Regions from separate parts of the Gossypium arboreum genome. Here region 2 is linked to region 1. The links are chromatin contacts, called in public Hi-C maps. All regions are on one chromosome and are shown on one strand. Each heading gives the region's core, a stretch centred on a gene start, on an enhancer-like site or on the middle of the called end of the contact. The rest is flanking DNA. Distances are from core to core; before and after follow the strand shown. Region 1 overlaps LOC108467312 (F-box only protein 6). Region 2 has its middle 3.6 kb from the start of TRNAS-UGA.

What was found. A called contact is a pair of places that touch in the nucleus more often than the background predicts.
Region 2: a Hi-C map of leaf shows a contact between it and region 1, with 2.9 times the contacts expected there. The contact joins two enhancer-like sites. A contact is called at or near these places in 2 of 5 Hi-C or Micro-C datasets (both in leaf).

What each region holds. Positions count from the first base shown.
Region 1 is chr2:67,117,141-67,121,139 of ASM2569848v2, forward strand. It overlaps LOC108467312 (F-box only protein 6), which reads left to right. Exons shown (of 2, transcript XM_017767937.2): 2 at 33-1,592. The coding sequence ends at 1,278. Among protein-coding and RNA genes, the nearest start is that of LOC108467312, 5.6 kb to the left of the region's middle. Within about 2 kb of position 1,776, at least 2 of the 2 cell types and tissues checked have an H3K27ac peak or open chromatin away from gene starts, as enhancers often do. A contact at or near this core is called in leaf, where this site is marked.
Region 2 is chr2:67,670,518-67,674,516 of ASM2569848v2, forward strand. No RefSeq gene overlaps it. Among protein-coding and RNA genes, the nearest start is that of TRNAS-UGA, 3.6 kb to the left of the region's middle. Within about 2 kb of position 2,119, at least 2 of the 2 cell types and tissues checked have an H3K27ac peak or open chromatin away from gene starts, as enhancers often do. A contact at or near this core is called in leaf, where this site is marked.

The DNA.
Region 1 (3,999 bases), core at 526-3,025:
GCAAACATGATAACTTGTTAGCTTTCATGCAGGTGGTGTTTTCCGAATATCAATGATACTTCTGCTGAGGATTACTACAGTCTTGTAATGGCTGCAGGGAAATCTGGAAACTGTAAGATGTTGGAACCTTTCAAGCCTCCACCAAGCAAGAGATCACGAAAGGAGCGGAACCGAGGGAAATTACCTGGAAGTACCCCTGCATCAGAGGTTATGGATCAAGAAATTTGGAAAGAATTCCCTGAAGACCTTTTTGAAGCTGTTATTGCTAGACTTCCCATTGCCACATTTTTCCGCTTTCGCTCTGTTTGTCGTAAATGGAATTCCTTGCTGGAATCACAAAGTTTCTCTCATCATTGTGCTGAAATCCCACTAGCCAATCCCTGGTTTTATACCATTACTCATGAAAATATGAATGTTGGAGCCATGTATGACCCTTCAACCAAGAAATGGCACCACCCGACAATCTCTTTTCTTCCAGCAAAGATGATTGCTCTGCCAGTTGCTGCTGTAGGTGGTCTAGTTTGCTTTCTTGATATTGGTCATAGAAACTTTTATGTCTGCAACCCTTTGACTCAGTCATTTAAAGAGTTGCCAGCAAGGTCAGTTAAAGTGTGGTCACGTGTTGCTGTGGGAATGACTCTGAATGGAAATTCAACCAATGAAGGCTACAAGATCCTGTGGGTGGGGTGTGATGGAGAGTATGAAGTTTATGAATCAGTGAAGAATTCATGGAGCCGACCCGGAAGCATGCCCTCGAACATTAAGCTGCCACTATCACTGAACTTTCGGTCACAAGCAATTTCCATTGATAGCACACTTTACTTCATGCAGTCAGACCCTGAAGGGATTGTGTCCTACAACATGGTTTCTGGGGTATGGAAGCAATTTATAATCCCAGCCCCAATACATCTGAGTGACCACACACTTGCTGAGTGTGAGGGCAGGATCATGCTTGTGGGATTGCTGACAAAAAATGCCGCCACTTGCGTTTGCATATGGGAGCTGCAGAAGATGACGCTCTTGTGGAAGGAGGTGGACAGAATGCCAAACATATGGTGCTTAGAGTTTTACGGGAAGCACGTTAGAATGAGTTGCTTGGGCAACAAAGGTTTGTTCATGTTGTCGTTGAGATCACGACAAATGAACCGACTAGTTACATACAATGTGATGAGCAGGGAGTGGATGAAGGTTCCTGGATGTGTTCTACCACGGGGAAGAAAGCGACAGTGGATAGCATGTGGCACTGCCTTTTACCCTTGCCTGACTGCTACTGCTTAATTTCAATCCCCCTTATTTCTGTTTCGGGCAGCAATGGCATGTCAAAGAAGGTTTTTTCCTATTTTTCTGAGTCTGACGCTGTTTATTGCTTAGCTGCTAACAAGCTTTTGCTGCTAGTTCCTCTTCAGTCGGATTTTCTGTTGTTTTAATGGAGTAAACAAGATTGGCCATTTTCTTTCTTTTCTTTTTGTACAAACATGTGGATGAACAAGTTTAGTTTCGGAGGAGGCTTCTGTAAGTGAATCCGTTAAACTGTTTTTAATCATGCTGAATTTATATAATAGTTACAGAGAGAATTGAGTGGCTAAAAGAAAGTTTGGGTCTATCGCAGTGCCGTTTAGCCTTCAAAGTCTAAAACCTTGCTTTCCCCTTGGCAGCCGGCTGTTTTGCTGGCCGACCCTCCCCCTCCATTTTTCTCCCCCTTTCTTCCTTCCAAATCCCTCTCTGGAAAATAAACCTCTCGTAGCTTTGTGGTGGTTTTGAGTGGATCTAGAGGTGACAGCTCTAGGACTCCTGGTCGGATACCATCAGTGGGGTTCTCGTTGAGGGGAGGGTCTGGCATCCTGTGGTGTTCTCGTGGAGCAATGGCGTGAGCTGGTTGCTAGTTGGGCGGCTCCGCCGTACACAAATTGCATGCATACTTGTTTGAGTTTTCTTTTCAAAATACATATATGGTTTCTTGGGACTCCCAATTTTTTCTGATGGCAACAAAAAAATTTAGTATGTGGGCTTTTTTCAATATTTTATTTTTAAATATAATTATGATTCTTTTCGGCCAATATGTTTATTCAGCAAATAATTGGAAGTTCTATCTATCAATATGTATGGTCTTGGACCATACATATTGATATTTTTTTGAGTTTGGTTACTTTATTGATTCACTGACCTCTATTATATCAATATTAATTACTACTGTTGGAATTTTTGTTCTTATTTATAATGACAATTATGTCTCATGATTAAGGATATTTGAGATTTTTTGCTTATATGAGTTTGTTCAATACTTCAATGTTGGGATTAGTTACTAGTTCAAATTTGATACAAATTTATATTTTTGGGGAATTAGTTGGAATGTGCTCTTATTTATTAATAGGTTCTTGGTTTACACGACCCGTGCAGTAAACACTTGTCAAAAAGCGTTTGTAACTAATCACATAGGCGATTTTGGTTTATTATTAGAAATCTTAGGTTTTTATTCGATGACAAGAAGTTTCAAATTTCAAGATTTGTTTGAAATATTTAATAACTTGATTTATATTAATGAGATTTATTTTTTATTTGTTACTTTATGTGTCTCTTTATTATTTTCCGACACAGTTGCTAAATCTGCGCAATTTCCTCTTCATGCATGGTTACTTGATCCCATGGAGGGGTCTACTCCTATTTCGGCTCTTATACATGTTGCCACTATGGTAGTTGCGAGAATTTTTCTTGTAGCCTGCATTCTTCCTCTTTTAATAGTTATACCTTACATAATGAATCTAATATCTTTGATAGGTATAATAATGGTATTATTAGGGGCTACTTTAGCCAGCCCAAAAAGATATTAAGAGGGGATTAGCCTATTCTATAATGTCTCAGCTGAGCTATATGATGTTAGCTCTAGGTATGGGGTCTTTATCGAGCCATTATATTTCATTTGATTACTCATGCTTATCCGAAAGCATTGTTGTTTTTAGCATCTGGATCGATTATTCATTCTATGGAAGCTATTGTTGGATTTCTATATAGAAAAGCCAAAATATGGTTTTTATGAGCAGTTTAAGAAAGCACGTGACCAGTACACAAATTACTTTTTTAGTAGGTACACTTTCTTTTTTTGGTAGTCTACCCCTTGCTTGTTTTTGTCCAAAGATGAAATTCTTAGTGACGGTTGTATTCACCGAATTTTGTAATGATAGCTTGGTCCATTGTCGGATTAACAACATTTTATGTGTTTTGAATCTATTTACTTACTTTTGAAGGACATTTAAATGTCCATTTTAAAAATATAGTGACAAAAAATGTAGCTCTTTATATTAAATGTAACTATGGGGTAAAGAAAAGCAAAAAATAATTAATAGAAATTTTCGTTTATTTCCTTTAGTAACATTAACAATGAATAACAATGAGCAATCATATACAATTAGTGGGAAAAAAAAAGAAAGAAACTCTTATTATTATTACAAATTTTGGCTACAAGAAGGCTTTTTCTTATCCTCGTGAATCAGATAATACTATGCTATTTCCTATTATTATATTGCTTTTATTTACTTTATTTGTTGGAGCTATAGCTATTCCTTTTAATCAAGAAGGAATGCATTTGGATATATTATCAAAATTATTAACTTCATCCATATATCTTGTACATCAAAAGTCAAATGATTTTGAGAATTCATATCAATTTTTTGAAAAAGCAACTTTTTCAATGGGTATAGTTTGTTTCAGAATATTTACAACATTTCTTTTATATAAACCTTTTTATTCATCTTTACAAAATTTCAACTTACTAAATTCATTTGTGAAAAGGATCCTAAAAGAATTTTATTGGATTACAATTCATCCAATGATAAACCTAATTCGAATTAATTATAGAGTTATGACACAATCAAACCCAAATGAATAAAATGTTGAATTGAATCATACCAGTCTCAATTAAGGGTTATTACTCATTTTTGTACTTACTATTTTATTTTCCAATTATTTCTTCAATTAAGAAAAAAATAGTAGTAGAATACTAAA
Region 2 (3,999 bases), core at 869-3,368, 550 kb after region 1:
GATTTTCAGTATTTAGGCATCCAAGAGGTAAGTATCATTGGATATTCTTATTTTTCTTATGCTAAAATGTTTAGGATAATAATAAATTTAAGTTATTAATATGAAAATAGTGTAATAAACATGTGATTTATTATATAAATAAATATGAAATGTATTTTTGGGTGAATGTGTTTAATATGTGACTTGAATAATTTGGTTATCAACATTTGTACTAAAACAATTTTGGACAGCAATAGTAGTGTGACTTCGAAAATTCACCAAAAATGAAGAAATTGAATTAGAAGTTAAGCCACATATGGTTTTAAATCTTATAGAGTCTAGTTTTCATTGGAACAAACAGAACTTGCATCCAAATTATACAATAAGAGATAACTATGAGGGAAGGTTGAATTTGTTAGTAGCATCCTTTGTTTCGACTTTGAAAATTTGTTAAGAATTGTATAAAATGAATTAGAACACAAGCCTTATATTTATAAAACTCTTATTAAGTATAGTTTCTAATAAAATAAATGGTGAATTTTTATAAATTATAGTTTAAAATTAAATTATTTTTGAATGAAGAGAGGTCACAGTTGTTTGGTAGTAGGCCAGCAACTCTGCCCTAACCTTTAAATTTTGCTAGCATGTGTAAAAGCATAAATTTTGGAAATTTTGTGGTTGAAAGGTTCAAGAGTATAATTTTTAAAATATCAAACAGATTTTTATTTTGAATTTTTTGGATTGACAAATAAATAATTTATTGACAGCTACTCAAGTAGGAAATTCTGTTTTGAAAGATTAAATTTTGCTAAATATAGACATATTATGTCATAATGACCCATTGTGGAAATGATTATAAAAAATAAATAAGTGTAGTGACGATTTATATGGATATATGATATGAGTAAATATCATAATGTGCCTTACTAGACTTAGTAAAATGTTAACATACAATTGACATGCCAATTAAGGGCTATAGCGTGTTAGAGTTTTGTCATAGGTTTCACGCTTATGTGCACTTTTTATCACCTTTGGGCCTTGCACTTATTTGCATTATGGTGTGGTGTAGTTTATGGTCTTATTAGCTCTTTAGTGTGGTGGAGGGATGTTTTACGCTATTTTACAGTTTAGCACTTTAGTGCTCATTGGTGTGGTGAAGGAGTCTTGTATATGCGAGTCAGTTTTACTAGAGTTTATTATAGGCGATAATGGATTAAATGTTGATAATTAATTTTAAATGTGACTATAGATGGATAAAAGCAAAAGTTAAGGTCAAGAACTAAATGTTTTATTACTAAAATGGATGAAAATAAGGTAAATGTATAGCTAAGCAAATGAGAATTTAAATTGATAAGGTACTCTAAAAGTATATGCCCTAGTTAAGGAAATTACAATGGAATGGATGGATCCAATAGAAAATAAGTGCCATAAATGATAAATATATGTATATGCATGCTTTGAAAAGTTTAGAAATAAAGCTTTAAAATGAGGGAGAGTAATCTCTGCATGAACTTTTCATAAGCTATTGCCTAATGAATCATTAAAATATAAGTTGGGCCCCAAAATTCGAATAATTTAAATGAATTAGTCATATGCCATATATTTTACTTACTATGTTCTAAGTTAAAAACAAATGATTGGCCTAGTGGTTGAGTGCTCTAAAGTTATCTTAGAGGTCCTAAGTTTAAGTCACCAATTTAACATATTTTTAATTAATTTTTTTGGTGAAATTCCTAAGTCCTAAAAACACCTTTGCCGTCCACCCATACATGCCTTGCTTAGGGAGTTTTTTTTCCATCTTTTGTTAGTCAACATTCCATGTTTAACCAAACATAATCCTCTTTTTCACTCCCTTGTCTCCTTCTCTTCCCTTTTCTCTTTACAAATGCCTTGTGTGAGGTTCAATGAACCTAGCCATGGTTGACCATAATCCTTCTCACCCAATTTGGCATACCCTTCCTCTCATTACTATCCCACCATTAGCTCATCCCCAACCTCTCCCTTTTTCATTTTTTTCTCTCTTTTTGGTTACCCTTCATTTTTCTTTTTATTTTCTTTTCTCTTCTCCTCCACCGTAGCTAGCCTTGCACCACCACCACCTCATCGTCAAGCCACTGCCTTGCCGCATCTTCCCTTCCCTTTTCTCTGCAAGCGTCGCCTCCTCCACCATAACACCCACCGTGCACCACTGTGCATTTTATCTTTTTCTTATTTTTTTATTCTATTCTCTCTTTTTTAAAAGAAGTGATCGAACCCACCTCTTTTCTTTCCCCTCCACCAGAACTGTGCCTTTATCAAGGATCATTGTCGCCGTCACCACCGTAGCACCATCACCGACGGTGGAGATCTCTTCTTGTTTTCTTATTCATTTCAAATACTCATTATTTTTATTTTATTTTATTTTATTTAAATCCTAATTTGAACTTTACCTTTCCTTGGATTTATTTTCGAATAAATCCACTTCTTAGATCATTTCTTCTCCTTTGATTCGTGATCAAATCGTTTCATTGATCATCCGTTTCGTTCATGTTAGAGTAAGTATTAAAGGAGTGTAGAAATAGTTTCTCCTCTCTATTATTTTCCCATGGCCGATAACTTAAGGGAGGACCTTAGTGATTTATTTTCATAATGATTAATATTTCATACATATTATGTGTAGAGGGGTCACTCGACATCAACTTGAGAGGCCGTTAGCCGTTGGGATTAAATCGCTAATCTGAGAGATTTTTTAAGGATAAGTGTTAATAATAATTGATAATCGATTTGTTGTATTAACCTTAAAGATGATAGTCTTAACTCAAGATCGCCATTTGTTGTTTGATTAGGAAATCTAATTGTAGATCCTTGACTGGGTGTTCTAGGAGATTAATTACACATCGGATCAAGTGTGAGTTTTAACACTAACTTAATTAAGAATATTATTATATTGATAAAAATGTTGCAATTAAAATAATGTTGTTTGATGGGGATACTATATGTATCCATAAAGTGAGATAAGTCATCCTTATGAATTTCTATTAAGTAAGTGTTTTTCTTAAACCGTATACTTATGAAATGTATGTTGTGTGATATTGATGTTTGCTAATAATATGAAAAATATGCATATTTCATTTTCATGTTATGTGATTATATGAAATATGTGATAGTCGTATGAAAATAAGATGTGAAAATTTGGTACCTTGAGTACATATGTGATTTGCATGCTAAACATGCCTATATGATTTTAAGTGTTTTGGCCATATCACATGCATGGGGTGGGATGCCTGAAAGATGGAAGTATATGGTAGTTTATCTGCATTGATGTGACACAATTCATGATTCTAATTATATGGCAGTTTATCTACGTTACTATGACACTGTTCACAATTTGGTGTGTTGTTTGGTCGAGTTCTGGGTAAACTCGATTATGGTGTGTAGCGGATATGGGGAGGATCATTTTTACTAAAATCTACATTGTTTTATGAATTATGCATTGACATCATCATGCGTGATATGCTTATGAAATATTGAGATATGTGATTTTATGACTTTGTATAGTATATGTTTTATGTTGTGAATGAGTTTGAGTTAATCTCAGACTGGCTAAAAAAAAAGCTCACCCCATTAGTGTTTCAACTTTTCAAGTAACACTCAAACATAGGACTTGGATCAGCTCTTGGTGGAGCCTCTCGGAAAATTTTACATCACTGATATTTATTGGACTTTTAACTATTTGGATTGTAGGTTGTGTTTTTGTGGACTTTTGGACTATGGACTTTAATTTTATTTTGGTTATGATTTATATTTTTATGACTTTAAACTATCACACATGCATGCAAAATTATGGGATTTTAAGTGTTTTTAATAATGCCATTTTTCTAAATTAATTATGTTTTTCCTAAATTTTAAACAAAATGATAATTCGTAAATTTCCTAAATAGATTTATGAAAATCGTTGCGGCCTTCTTTGTAAGAAATCATTTTTATAATTATAATATAAGATCCTTCATATTTAGATGTTTTCAAACAACATTATAATTA